2 separate regions of the Mus musculus genome follow, and region 2 is linked to region 1. The links are chromatin contacts, called in public Hi-C maps. All regions are on one chromosome and are shown on one strand. The core of a region is the stretch at or near the end of the contact, and the rest is flanking DNA. Distances in the headings are between cores, read along the strand shown.

Region 1 (6,704 bases), core at 3,052-5,551:
GTGACTAGGCACTATACAGGTCTCTGATAAACAGACAAACAGGAAGAGGAGCCACAAGTAGATAATAAAGATGCAAAATTTCGAATTTCTCCCTTATACTCTTGACCAAAACAAAGGCCTAAAGATCTAGTTGGCTTTTTCTTCTGTTTGTACACTAGGCCAACAAATTTAAGGTTAGATCAGGACATGCTTATCCCAAAGTCATGGACTTATCAGCCTCTCTGTCTTTGTTCAAAGTAGCCAATCATAAATGAGGGGAAAGGGAAGTCTCAAAGACTCTTAAAAACCCAACCCTCAAAAAGCAAATCAGGATTTGGCTTCCTGATTGGCTTTGAAGAGTGTTTCTCTTGGAGTGCCTTGATGTGTGTGTTACTATTTCCTCACCCATGATATAAGCTTTTCTTCACCAGCAAATTAAAATAATAATAGTAATAATTATTATTATTATTATTATTATCCTCTATAATTTAGTTGATGCTTCTGTCACAACTCTGGCCCTCATGTTAGACAAGTTCTCTAACACAATAGGCCTTACTTTCATCATCTTTAAATAGGAATGATATATTTAGGAGGGAAATTTTTGTGAAGACTGAAAGTTGCATGCCATTGGTGCTAAGCGCCTTCTCAGTTGCCTAAGAGCTACTGTTATTTACAACCTACTTGGGGACTAGAAAGGTCCATAAGGTTGACTGAATGCAAGTGTCTATACCTACCATTACTTAAGGAAGTTCTTGGTTATTCCTGTAATCTTAGTGGTTGTCTCCATAACAAGGGCTCTGGTAGTTCACGATTCATTCTATTTCAAACAGATCTGGAATCCTCAGAATTCTCATGGAAATTATGAATCTCAGATACAAAAACAAAAGAATAGAGGTATAGAAGAACCCAGTCTGTCTTCCTGAGAAACAGGAGGGGGAGTAATTGCATATGTAGAGACTTATCCAAGTCCTTCATTCCTCAGACCTAAGGAGCCACAAACTCATCCCAATAAGGAATTAATCCCATCAGTATGCTAAATGGCCTTGCACACACAAGGATCCTATCTCTTATGGAGGCCAGACATAGGAACCTCCCAATAGTCCACCAATATTCCATGTCTTGAATTGTAGTTGAGATGTCTTTCAAAGTTCCAAGTTGAATCAACTGGCAGAGTGGTATCCTGGAGTGCTGGGTGGAGAAAAAATTTCCAGGCCAAGTTCAGCAGGATAAAAAGGGGGTTGTAATTGATTAATAATGTCTCCGAAGAACTCAGGGTGAGGATAACACTTCCACATGCTGTTTGTTTACTGATCACGTATTAAAGTATGAAGGGGGTTCTGAGAAACAGTACGAAGGGGGTTGGCACCCAGCAACTGCTTCCTGCCTCATGATACTGTTGTCTGCGCCCTTCTCCTGTAAAGCCTATTTCAAATAAAAGGTAATGACTGTGATTACGGACACATTTTCTCATTTACACCTCTCATTTTTATGTGCATTTTCATTCAGCGGTGAAATTATAACACATATTTGGTGTCTGTTGTAAGCATCTGGGGATGGTTTCTATTACAACGTTTGGAGAAATAGAGCTCTCTACTGGACGGTGATTCTGCAAAAGATGTTCAGCATAGCTCACTGAACTCGTCTCATCAATGATATGTTCGTGCAGCTAAAGGCAAATGTTTAAACATTTAGTTAATGCACCATATGTCTTAAATGCTTTAGTTCCATCTGACATTTTCAAAATCTATTTTAATGGAAACTCGCCAAGTAGATTTACTTCCCTGGAAGATGATGAGTTCATTCATCTTAAGCCCGATTCTGGACCTCTCAGACACAATGAACTCTTAATTTGTAGTCTCCAACATCTCGTAACAATGCTGGCGTCGCGCTCATCCTTCTGAGCATGGGAAAATGCCAGGTTAGATTGTTCAAGAGGATGTAACTAGTATCCTGACGACCACATAGCTAGTTAACTGGCAAAGGAAATACTGAGAAGAAGCAATCATCAGTCCTGAGGTGAAGTGGAAGGGTAAAAAAAGATTAGCATGAAGGACCAAATAAAGTGACCAATATCAAAGAAATTGCAGAATCAGACCAGGGAAAAAAATAACATTTACAATAGAATACAGTTATAACTCTTCTTGCTTAAGCCACATCTCCTATGAGTTAAAAAACAGCACAGAGGAGGAAAACTATTCATAAAATAAGCATGAAACTTAAAGTGCTAGGAAGATGGATCAGTAAATAAAGCCCTTGCACTTCAATATAAGGAACAGGTTTGGGCCAGGAAAACTCTCATAAATTCTGGATGGGTGGGACAGCTAACCTGAAATCCCAACACTCAGAAGATAGAGAGAGGGCATCCCTGGGGTAATATGAGGAACATGTTTTGGGTTCAATTGAGAGCTCCAGAATGAATGAACAAGCTGAAGAGTAATCTAGGAAGATTCCTCATATCAACTTTGACCTCCCTAATGAACGCACACACATGTTCATGTATACCCCACATACAAACATACACCATAAACACACAAGCACACAAAGAGAGCAAAATGACACTTGGACATGGAAGTTAGAATTCTACTTTAATCATCATCATCAAATACATTAATATCTCAAACTGTGGTCCCACTTATTATTAACTGTAACCTTGGGCAAATTATTTCAACTCTCTGAACCTAGGTTCTGCATAGCATTGATTTAAATATTAAACACATATGAAATGAGATTTATTTTTAAATAGTAAGTTAATTTTTTGTAAGTGAATTCACGTGTGTAAGCTTCTAATCAACCCATAGCAGAAGGTAATTTTATCACATTGAAGCACATTCAATTTGTTTTCAGTGATTCTTATGAAAACCATTATTAATACCAAAGTATTATTCTCTCATCCTTTCTTAACTTTCCTCTGTAGACACTTTTTACAGAGTATGCTTTATCTCTAATCTTTCTGCTGCTAAGCCTCACCATCGACAACAGGCAAACAAGCCAAGAGAGAGGAATTTCATGTAATGCCCTAGCTTCCAACCCTTGCTGGTTTGCAGCCAAGCCACCTTAATCTGCTTGGCCTTTGGCCACTGGCCTCTGTCTTATCTGCTCTTTTAAGGTTGTTCCCAGTAAACACAGTTTATCCTATGTGGCTCTGTCCATCTTTGTGATTTCCTGCTGGTATCCAATGCCTCTTATCCAAAGGTCCTAGATTTCTGTGCCTTCTTTGCTCCAACTAAGACCCTTCTTCACCATCAGTCCCTCCTGCTATGCTGTTGGCTTCTTTGAAACTCTGGAGAATGCTCTACTACTTTATAATTGATGTGGCACTAGAAGGCAGAGATGCTGGGGGAGACCTGTCACTCACATGCAGACCTCCTCCTTGATCACTGGTACTCCCTACATCCTCTGCACTATTGGACATGGGATTAAGCCAGTAATAGGATTTCTCTGCACAATCCCTCTAGTGATCCCATGCAGTGAGGAAGAGATTCTAAGGCTAATCACAACTGAAGACTTGGAGGTTCAATATCTTTATCTGTCCAAAAATGATGTGCAGACATTACCAGGTGCAGAAAATATGATTACAAGAAGCAACTCTAACATCATTTCTTGGCATTTATTCTGTCAAAGACTAAGTAAGTCCTCCCTTGAAAAGTATGTGTTGGTGGAGGGGGGTAGGTGATGCTTAGAACTGCATGTAGACAGCTATACCATGGGGAGGAAAGAGAATTTGAAGAAATAGTGGACCAAAGGAAATTAGGACACACTACACAACAGAACTTTTGTACATAAGAAGTCACATTAACTGTGCATGCCTGCACAAGACCTGAATAAGTTCAAACTACTTTAAAACTCCTGAATGTATGGGAAGGAGTGCCTAGGACCTCCATTGTAGCTGAGAAGTAAATGGCAGAGCAGTCAATGGCTGGTGGGGAAGGAAGAGTCACTCCTCCATGAAGGCGTGGTCTTCTCTAGGCTCCACACATCCCAGTGAATGGTCATCTCACACCCATATGCATGTGAGCAATGATAAACCGGACACAGTGGGTTAAATACAAAATAAAATGAAATTGGAAGATATGAAGTTGGAAGGGAAGTGTAATGGGAGGAATCCTGAGGGGAGTTGGAGGGGAGAGTTAGAGTGTATAATATTAAGATACCTTGAATAAATGTATAAAGAAAGGAAGAACAAACAGAATCTAGAGAGAACTCAGTTCCTTTGCTAGGAAATATGAATACCGAGACAGATAGGCGCATTGAGAGGAGTGGGCGGGAGGAAAGGTTGACTAAACACAAGTGTAACAAAGTATCTTTGAAAATAGGTCATCCATGGCTGTCTTTTCCACCCTTAATTACAGCTTGTTTCCTGTCACTCTTGAGGCATTCGATACTTCAGGGTAAAGTGAGAACAGCCTAGATCAAATGAATCATTGCATGGCTTTGAGCTGTAAAACACAGACTCATTTTGTGGGTCCATAGGCTAAACTCAAGTGTCTATGGACCATTTTGCCAGGTGTTTATTTTATTTTAAGTCCAGTTTCCTTACCTTTATAGTGAGAAAAGACAAGAACTGAACTGAAAGACTCTTTCTGTTATTAGAATTCGTTTGGGCACAGTCTGGAAAGCAGACAAGTGAACCTATTTTCCTTGCCCCTTAAGGTAAGCGCTGGGGAATATAGGCATGGTTATGTGGGTAAAAAAGCAGGCAGCTGACAACCTATAGAGAGGATGTGGTTTAATATGACAGCAAAGATAAGCTGCCATTGAGGCAGAATGGAAAATCCCAGCTGGGAGGACCAGAGATACTGTTCTCCCCCACCATTCTTTGCCCCATTTCCTATGATCAGGGGGAGGTTTTAATGTGTCTACAAGCCATGTAATTGGAAAAAGACAAAGCCATCCTCAAAGACGAGAAGCCCTGGGGATGGCCACAGCAAGACTCAAATCCACCACAGAGACATTGCCTGGTCCCAATATAATGTGCAAGTAAAATCCCCTGCTGTAGACAGGACTCAACAGTAATGACAGTGTGTGATCCATGAAAAGACCAGATGGACCCCATAACCTCATATGTATCCTAACTATGAGTTCCCCTTTCACCCAGCTCCCATCTTGGGAATGTATAGTAAGTCAGTACAGAAACACTGCGTTTTATACCAAGAAGTGTGAATTTCTTGTTCTGACAAGAATAAGTGGTTTCTCTACCAGCATGGTAGAAAATTACAGGAAAAAGTCATAGAAAATAAATGAGTGAAACTATAAGAAGATTGAGACACTGCTCAAATGTTTGCTTGTTTGGATATATTTATTACTTTGCTTTGGTTGCCATCATAGAATACCACAGACTGAGTGGATCAGTCAAAATTTATATTCTCTGAGCTCTGGGTTTCCAAACATTAATTTAATGCCAAGGTTCTATGAGGGTTTGCTTCTGCTGGAACATTCTTTCTCTGTCCTTACCTGGCCCTTCTCTGTGTGCTCAAAAAGAGTGAGAATCTGCTTATCCATTTCTTATTTCATAAAGTCACATTTTCTATCTTATTAAAACCTGGCCTCTTTGTCCTAATTTAAACTTAATTACTTCCATAGAAATGTATCTTTAAGAAGATAAGTCACACTGGAGGTTAGCACCTCAAAAGAAAAATAAACTTAGGGGACACAATTTATTTCATAAGAAATGAAGTTGTAGCATAAAAGATACTGTCTACTGCTACAGATATGGCTTAGCTGTTAAAGGCTGTGCTCACACCAAAATAGTCAAAACGTGGTATCAGTATTAATCAACCACAGATCATAGTTTGGCACTTGAGCCTACATACTTAAGAGAGAGAAATATATATATATATATATATATATATATATATATATATATATATTATTAACAAAAATCAAGTAAATTTTAATGTATTATAAACTCTGTATTAACTGTGTTGCCTGTGCTAATTGCATTTAACAAAAAAAATTTATAGATAACATCCTATATCCTATAAACTCCTCCCACCTTATACCCAGAGCTTCATCCATTGATGGTGCACAGTAGGTTTTTTCCGTTATCCTCCTACTTTAATTAGAGGCCACAGTGCTTCAGCTTCCTTCCTCTGCATCTTCTCTGGTTTGCTGGAGTTATGACCCTCAGCATCAATGTCACTCTTGTCACTGATACTCACTGGAGGCAGCACAATGAAAGCTTTGGTCTGATTAAGGCTCTGCTGCTAATGCTGCCACCACTGAGAGTCTGGACCATTCACATTCACTAGGAAAGTCATGTAAGTTGTCAGCAATGTTGCTGGTCTAACCAAGGCCAGCTTGCTGTCTCTCTATATAGCGATCCTTCAAATATGACCACTTCTGGAAATGCATTCTTTGAGTTTTAATGTGCTATAGCCAGGCTTTACTACTAAGTATCTCTACTCTTGGATTTACCCACCCTCAATACTGATGTTAGCACTTCTGAATTTTATGATAAAGACACTTTGGACTCAACAGAGTTAGGAAAGAAAAGGGAGACACTGAAAATAGAATAAAAAGTTATTCTAAATGAATTATCCATTGGTACCATGGCTGAGGGGACAAAACATAAAATAAGAACTAATTTTGAATGAAATGATCTGTTATAAATTCAATCACCAGGCACTGCAAATGCCTTTCCTGGGATATAATCCAATGTACATCATTCCTTTTGTGTGCGGTAATTGGTCAGTAAGTGGTTAATACCTCGAGAGATGCTCCTGTGG
Region 2 (6,704 bases), core at 1,633-4,132, 300 kb after region 1:
CTAGGGAAAACATTCAAACCAAATGATAAACATACAGGGTAGTGATGGCTTTCCGTCCTCAGGGGCTCAAAGTCTAATGGGGTATACAAGATAAGCAACCCCATGGCAGACTATAAGTAATTGTACCTGAGAAATTAGCTTCACGTAGTACTTGAAAGGTAGAGATTATCTTAGCTTCCCCTTGGAGATCGGCCAGAGGCCCTATGACCCAGCTCCCAGGCCTTCTTTCCATCAGCAAAAGCAAAATCCAGGGCTCCATTCCTGCCCCCAATCATAGTTGAGTGAATATCCAGCACCCTTCCCCTGTAACCAGTCTTCCAGGTTTTACAATGTGGAGAGGTATGCAATTTATTTATAACTAAATTTCTTCCAAAAGAGATTTAAAGTAGCTTACTTAAGCACTCATAGATCCAGGGCAATTTTTAAGAGAAACCTAAATATGTATATGGCTAGAGAAGGATAGACTGGCTTAGGAAAAGGTTGAACATGCCAGAAAGCACTGTCTTTTTATTGCATTTCTTTATGTATCTTTTTATTGTGGGATGTGTATATATGTATGTATGTGTACGGTGTGGATGTGGATATGGTATGTTCTTGTGTGTGGTATGAACGTGTGTTTGTGATATAAATTTATGTGCTCACCAAAGCACATTGCACTTGTGAAGATAAAGGGGCAATTGGTGGGCACTGGTTCTCTCCTTCCACCATGTGAGTCTCAGAGATCAAATCCAGGTCCCCAGGCTTACAGACATTTGCCTTTATCCTCAGAGCATCTTACCAGCCCAGAAGACTCCATATCTGAATAAAGACTTTATTATTATGCCATCCTCAGTGAAGTAGGAGAAAACACAATTAAGTCTGAATGTTCTTGTCTTATAAGGAAAGAGCAATAGCCATTTGGGGAAGGGTATCTCTGGTTACATCTACATGACAAAGAACAAAGTCAACCAATGTCCTTGTTGTTACTCAAATAGCAGCCTTAAAGTGCTACACTTAGGAGAATGGATGCTTTAAAGCATAAGGAACATTCTGGAGCCTTCCCTCACAAAAACTTTACAACATACAAACTTTGCACAGATGATAAAGTGCATAGAGCCAAAGGGGACCCATGCTATGGAAGTTTGTGAAGTTTGGGTCCACACAGGAAATCCTTACTCTATATTGGCCACTAACGTCTTAGTTAGCTACTGGCTGCAGCCAAGCACACAAGAGTAATGCCCTGAGTGTGGCATACAGCCATCCCCATTGTCACATACAGCCTACAAGGATTTCAGCCATACATCAGAGTCATTCTACTTGAAAGGATGTTTAGCAAAATCTAGTCATTTGTCTTTGCCTTGTTGTTTTCCCCCTTTCTTTATCTGGAGACACCTGCTTGATTCTTCTGCTGAGATAGTTCTCCTGCTTTTCTACTTCTATTTTTTGAGGTGTTGGTTTTGAATTCTTGCATCTTAAATTCTCCTAATTTACTGTGTAATTAAAACACGCATGCACATTTGTCCTCAATTAATGGAGACAAATTATTCCCCAGTGGAAGACAACTCCACTCCAACTTGGAACCGAGCAGGGCAGATAGGCCTAGAATTTAAATGTTATCTAGTGATCTCATGTTATTTTTTTTGCTGAATGAAAATTTAAGAAGTAGGTTAATCAGGGGCCAATGAGATGGCTCAGTTGGTAAAGGGGCTTGCTGCACAAGCCTGACAATTTGCTTTCAGTCCCAAGAACCCATGTAAAGGCGAAAAGTTGCCCTGTGACTTCTTCCAATGTCTCTGTCTCTGACTCTCTCTGTCTCTGTCTGTCTGTCTGTCTGTCAGTCTCTGTCTCTCTCTCTCTCTCTCTCTCTCTCTCGCTCTCTCTGCTTCCTCCCTCTTCCTTTTTCCAAAGCTCACAAATTAGAAAATACTCTGCTTCACAAAAAGAAAACGATTTTGTTCTTTAAAAGAAAGAGTGAGGTTAACTTGTCCTTGAGAGACAAACATCTTAAAGTCTCCTTGGCATCTGTAGAACCACCCGATTCCACACATTCCCCCCGCTCCTAGTCTTTATTATCTTAAGAGCAGTAGCAACTTGCTTTGAGATCACCTTTAGAGAAAGAAGAACGCGCTGCAAAGGGCAGTTGAAGCTGGCAAAATAGCATTTAGGTTGAATACCCAATGTCTGTTTGCAGTCAATCAATAAGTCCATCATAAGCCTACACAATAAAGGCTTTTGAAACGTCTGGAAACGTGAGAAAAATCACAGTGGACTAAAGAATTAGCTGACATTATTTATAATATCTGAGTAATTCTCTATCAGCAATGTGTCTATATGTGCAATTTAGGCAGGAAAAATAAGTAAACATTGCAAACTTACTCATTTAGGTGTGATTATGAATCATTTGTGAAAAATACAAAATGAAGTAAGAATAAAGCATTTTTCATGCCTAAGCGAGACTATGACAGGAAACACCCGAGCTCAAGGGATTTTTCATTTACCATAACTTTCTAAATGGACATTGGGAAAAGAAGAGGCAGAAGAACCGCTCATTTTGTAGATCAGCTCATCTGAGAAACTGCACTCAGAGTTTAAAATGTCTCTTTATAAAAGTCCAACATTAATTCAAGTGGAGAAGGAAGTTATGCCCATGTGTAGACAAGATAACTGGGCTGACAACGGAGATTAAAGAGCCTTGAAGTATCCTTCTAAACTTATTGACAAGGAGCTTCCTAGTAGGCTTGCTATAAAATTTACAACACGTCCTCCCAAAGGCCACAGACCTTCCGACCAGCAGGTAATTCATAGAACGGATTCTAAGCTGGCTCATTGTAAGGGACTAACAGAGATTTACACTGAGTACTTTGTTCAGGGTTCAACACACTTTAATTACATCAGATAACACCTGCTGTTCTCATTTTTCCTGGAAACGGGCTGAGTCCAACTCCTATTTATTTAAGCGCCTGCAACAATGAGTCTCTGCTGTGTCAAAATATGAGGACAAAACTGAAGGTAAGGAGGAAGGACAGGAAGAAACCTGTCTTGGGCCCAGCTCTTGATGGGCCCTGAATTGTCCTTTTGAGGCTTTACAACAGCTTAACCTAAGAGTCGGGTGGGAACACACTGGGGAAGAGCTGGGCTGAAATGAAATTTGGGTCTGGAAAGAGTCTAAGCCCTGGTGTGCTAGAATGTTGCTGCAGTGGGACCATGACTTGTGCACACTGCTGCAGGTCAGCTACCTGGATTGCTCCAGGTACTATCATTTGGCTAGGCCTGGTCCTTTCTCTATAAGCTTAGGACAAGGATGTTTGCTGCTTTTTATATGTAGAAAGAGTATCTTGTGTATTGAATGGGTGCATCACCTGTCAATTAAAAAAAAAATCTATAGCTTATAGGAAAATTTAAACTAGAAGGTAGGACATCAGGTATGCAGAAAGAATTCTAGGATAGAGTTGGACATGGGAAGAGTAGCCAGGGAAAACATGAGGACAGACACGTGGTGCCGGCGCAGAGGTGACCAGTAACATGGCAGAATGTAGATTAATGTAAGTAGATTATGTTAAATTATTAGCTAGTCAGTGAATGAGCCTAGCTATATGGCCTAAGTATTTATAAGTAAATTTTCAGTCTTAGTCACTAATCAGGTTGCTTGGGGCTGGGAGGAAAACAGCCCACCATACAACATTTATATGTATCCACAAAAAGAAAATTTATTAAAAGGAAGTATGTGGAATTTTGGTCATGTTGTCTGGATCCCAGTGGCTTGTGCATTATTAAGAAAAACAAAACAAAACAAACAAACAAAAAAAGCTCTGTCATTAAGCTATATCACCAACCCCCAAAATGTGTGTTTCCATCCAATTTAAAACAATCTAACAGTCTGTATTTAGGGAAAGGCATACTAGGCCTAATTTAGGTAGGAGTACACTCTATGAATATGAGAATAATAGTAACAAAACACAAAGGCCAGGCTCTTAGATGGAAAACCCAATATTATTTGGAGTCACATCCCTCAGGAAAATCAGAAAGTGGGAACAGAGGCAGTGTTTTAATAATACCTTTAGGACGGTCCACATTAAAGAGACAAAAAAGAGGAGGATGCTAAAGGCCAGGCCTGGACATAGGTATCTAAAATTCTAGGCAGTGAGCCATGATGCTCTTGTTCAAAGCATGCTGGGCAACTGGGTAAGATCCTATGTCAAAATAAAAACAAACCAATGAACAAAGATACCAGGGACATGGCTCAGTTAGCAGAATGCATGACTCGTATGCACCAATGCCAGAGTTTGCGCTCCAGCATTACATAAAACCAGACATGGTAGTGTGCACCTATAATCCAGCATTCCAGAGGTTCACTGTCATCTCATAATGAGTTTAGTATTTGCCTTGGACACCGGAGACTCTGACCTCCAAAAGAAGATAATATATAAATGATAAAATCAAAAGGGATGAAAATTTAGCTCACAGGAGAGTAGTTGTTCAGTATGTCTGAGCCCCTGGCTTCCATCCTCAGCCACACCTGACCACCCCACCTCTCCAACTCTTAATCAAGCCTCTATGCTCCTGTTCTCCTCAGCTCTTCATTATCTTAAGTGATATAAAAACAGAAAACAGACATTTGTACTGAAGCGCGTCATCCATTTTATAAAGTTACTCATTGGCTGACATAGTGCAAGCCATATTTAGCAAAATCTGAACAATACAATCAAAAAAAAAAAAAAAAGAAGGAAAAAGAAGAGAAAAGAAAGAAAAGAAAACCAAATACTTACTATGTTTCACTACTGGCAAGGCTATATGTGCTAATTATCTTAATTACTTCACCTTTCTACTCTTCACCCACTTTCTACACTGTGTCCCAAATAATAATCTATGTTTGGTTTCTCAGGGCTTCCGGGGATGTGCAGACTATCATCTTTGTTAGACTCTCACCTAGTTGGATGCTTAGCCATTAATGTATGCACATAGACACACACTTCAGACACAACTTCAGCCTCTTTCCTTGTAGCCAGAGTTGTGGTACATTGCTTTCCTGCAGTAAGAACAGACAACAACCACCCCCCCCACCAAACGCTGACCCCCGGGTGGCAGAGGAAAGTTGCCAGGATGCACAACTGTGAGTGTTCTTCTGCTGGACTCTAAACCTCACGGACTACAGTCTTAACAGAGCCCTATGTGAGCTCTTAATTACTCTGCTTCCTCCACCCTACCTATCTCTTATCTCCCTGACCACACTCCTGGTGACTGGGTCATCCGAAAGTTTCAAGTGCATATGGTTCAGGGTGCCAGATGACCAGGCCCAACTTATCAGCAGTGAATGCCAGCCACCTTTGCCCCAGGTTTGATTACAGTGAATTATGAATCATTCTTGCAGCTGTTCAATTTAATTTTTTTATATATAAAACTGATGGAATATAAGACTTTCAATCTCACAGCAGGACCTGCCATTTACTGAATGCTTATTCTGGGGCCTGGCCCTGTCTTTATACCATTCAGTCACTAGATTTTCATGATAATCACATTAAGCAATGTTAGTATTCTCGTGTACTAGGGAAGAAACAGGTGTGGCTGAGTACCTTGATGGTTCCTTCAGTATCCATTGCTGGTTTTCTTCCTCCTTTCTAGAACAATCTAGAACAATCTGTTCTCCATTAGGAGACTGCTGGTGGTATAATGTCTGGCTCCCACCAGCTCCCACTCACAGAATGTTCTGATGGTCCAGCCATTCATGGCACTGTTCTCTCCAATGAGCAACTTTGTCAAGAGGATTTGGGTTCCAGGAAGGTCCCTTTCATATTCTTTAGAGCGCCTCAAGATTTATAGATTCTTTTCTTATTTTGAACCTTAACCAGTTCAACTCACAGGCGGTCTTCCCAGCCAACTACCTGCACATATATATATTCATACCACAGGACCCATCATGGAAGCCTCTCTGGACGAGCTATGCCTTGATGCAATAGCTACAGCCAGGCCATCTTGTTCCCAAGAGAAAAATACATTTGTCACCAAAACTGGAGTGCTGAGGTGGCGAGTAGAGATCATAAAGTGTCTGGAACCCCTTGGATATGACTAAGCCACAAAATAAACCAGCTGAGGCTCCCCTATGAATCTGTTCCTTGCTCTGTGGATGAATACATGTCCCTGATAAAACATGCAATAAATAAAGCCGAGGTTAGCGCTAAAACTATATCTGGAGCCTTATTTTTAACCCCAATGGTGCTCAGTGGGGTTATAATTCAAAACTCTATTACTATTCTACACATTCTCTGCAATGGTGAATTATCTAAAACCAATGCCCTACCAACAGCATGACATATCAACCTATAAGGGGAAATGGCTGCTTCTATATTCACAAGCACTCAGACACCAAACGGACTTTTTCCACACTACAATTCCCCAACTTGCTGGATATTAATGAGTTGCTAAATGGCTCAATTTGTGTCTGATGCTATACATTCAATTAGTGTGGGATCACAGGTGTGGGGGCTCAGTTTCAATCACTGACACCAAACACCAGTCCTGCTGTTGAACCTGTACACTTTTGAGCTTTTGATACAATTAGTTGTCAATCAGAGCTTTCCACACCCCTCTGCATTGATTCAGCAATTTGGTAGGGCTAGGTAAAGAACTGAGAAAAACAGTATCATTTGTATTGCTGTACTAGGAAAGACAGATATGAGAAGCCAAGTGAGGGAAACATGGTTTGAGGTACAGAAGGGTCCAAGGATAAA

What was found. A called contact is a pair of places that touch in the nucleus more often than the background predicts.
Region 2: a contact with region 1 is called in a Hi-C map of the G1E-ER4 cell line, with 3 times the contacts expected there. The contact joins two enhancer-like sites. A contact is called at or near these places in 1 of 15 datasets of contacts at CTCF or cohesin (the NIH/3T3 cell line) and 1 of 484 Hi-C or Micro-C datasets (the G1E-ER4 cell line).

Annotation. Positions count from the first base shown.
Region 1 is chr15:52,895,295-52,901,998 of GRCm38.p6, forward strand. All of the region lies in intron 3 of Gm41323 (a long non-coding RNA gene), which reads right to left. Among named protein-coding and RNA genes, the nearest start is that of Gm41323, 35 kb to the right of the region's middle. Within about 2 kb of position 4,302, at least 17 of the 459 cell types and tissues checked have an H3K27ac peak or open chromatin away from gene starts, as enhancers often do. A contact at or near this core is called in the G1E-ER4 cell line, where this site is marked.
Region 2 is chr15:53,197,284-53,203,987 of GRCm38.p6, forward strand. The region is part of intron 1 of Ext1 (exostosin glycosyltransferase 1); the gene reads right to left. Among named protein-coding and RNA genes, the nearest start is that of Ext1, 150 kb to the right of the region's middle. Within about 2 kb of position 2,883, at least 19 of the 459 cell types and tissues checked have an H3K27ac peak or open chromatin away from gene starts, as enhancers often do. A contact at or near this core is called in the G1E-ER4 cell line, where this site is marked.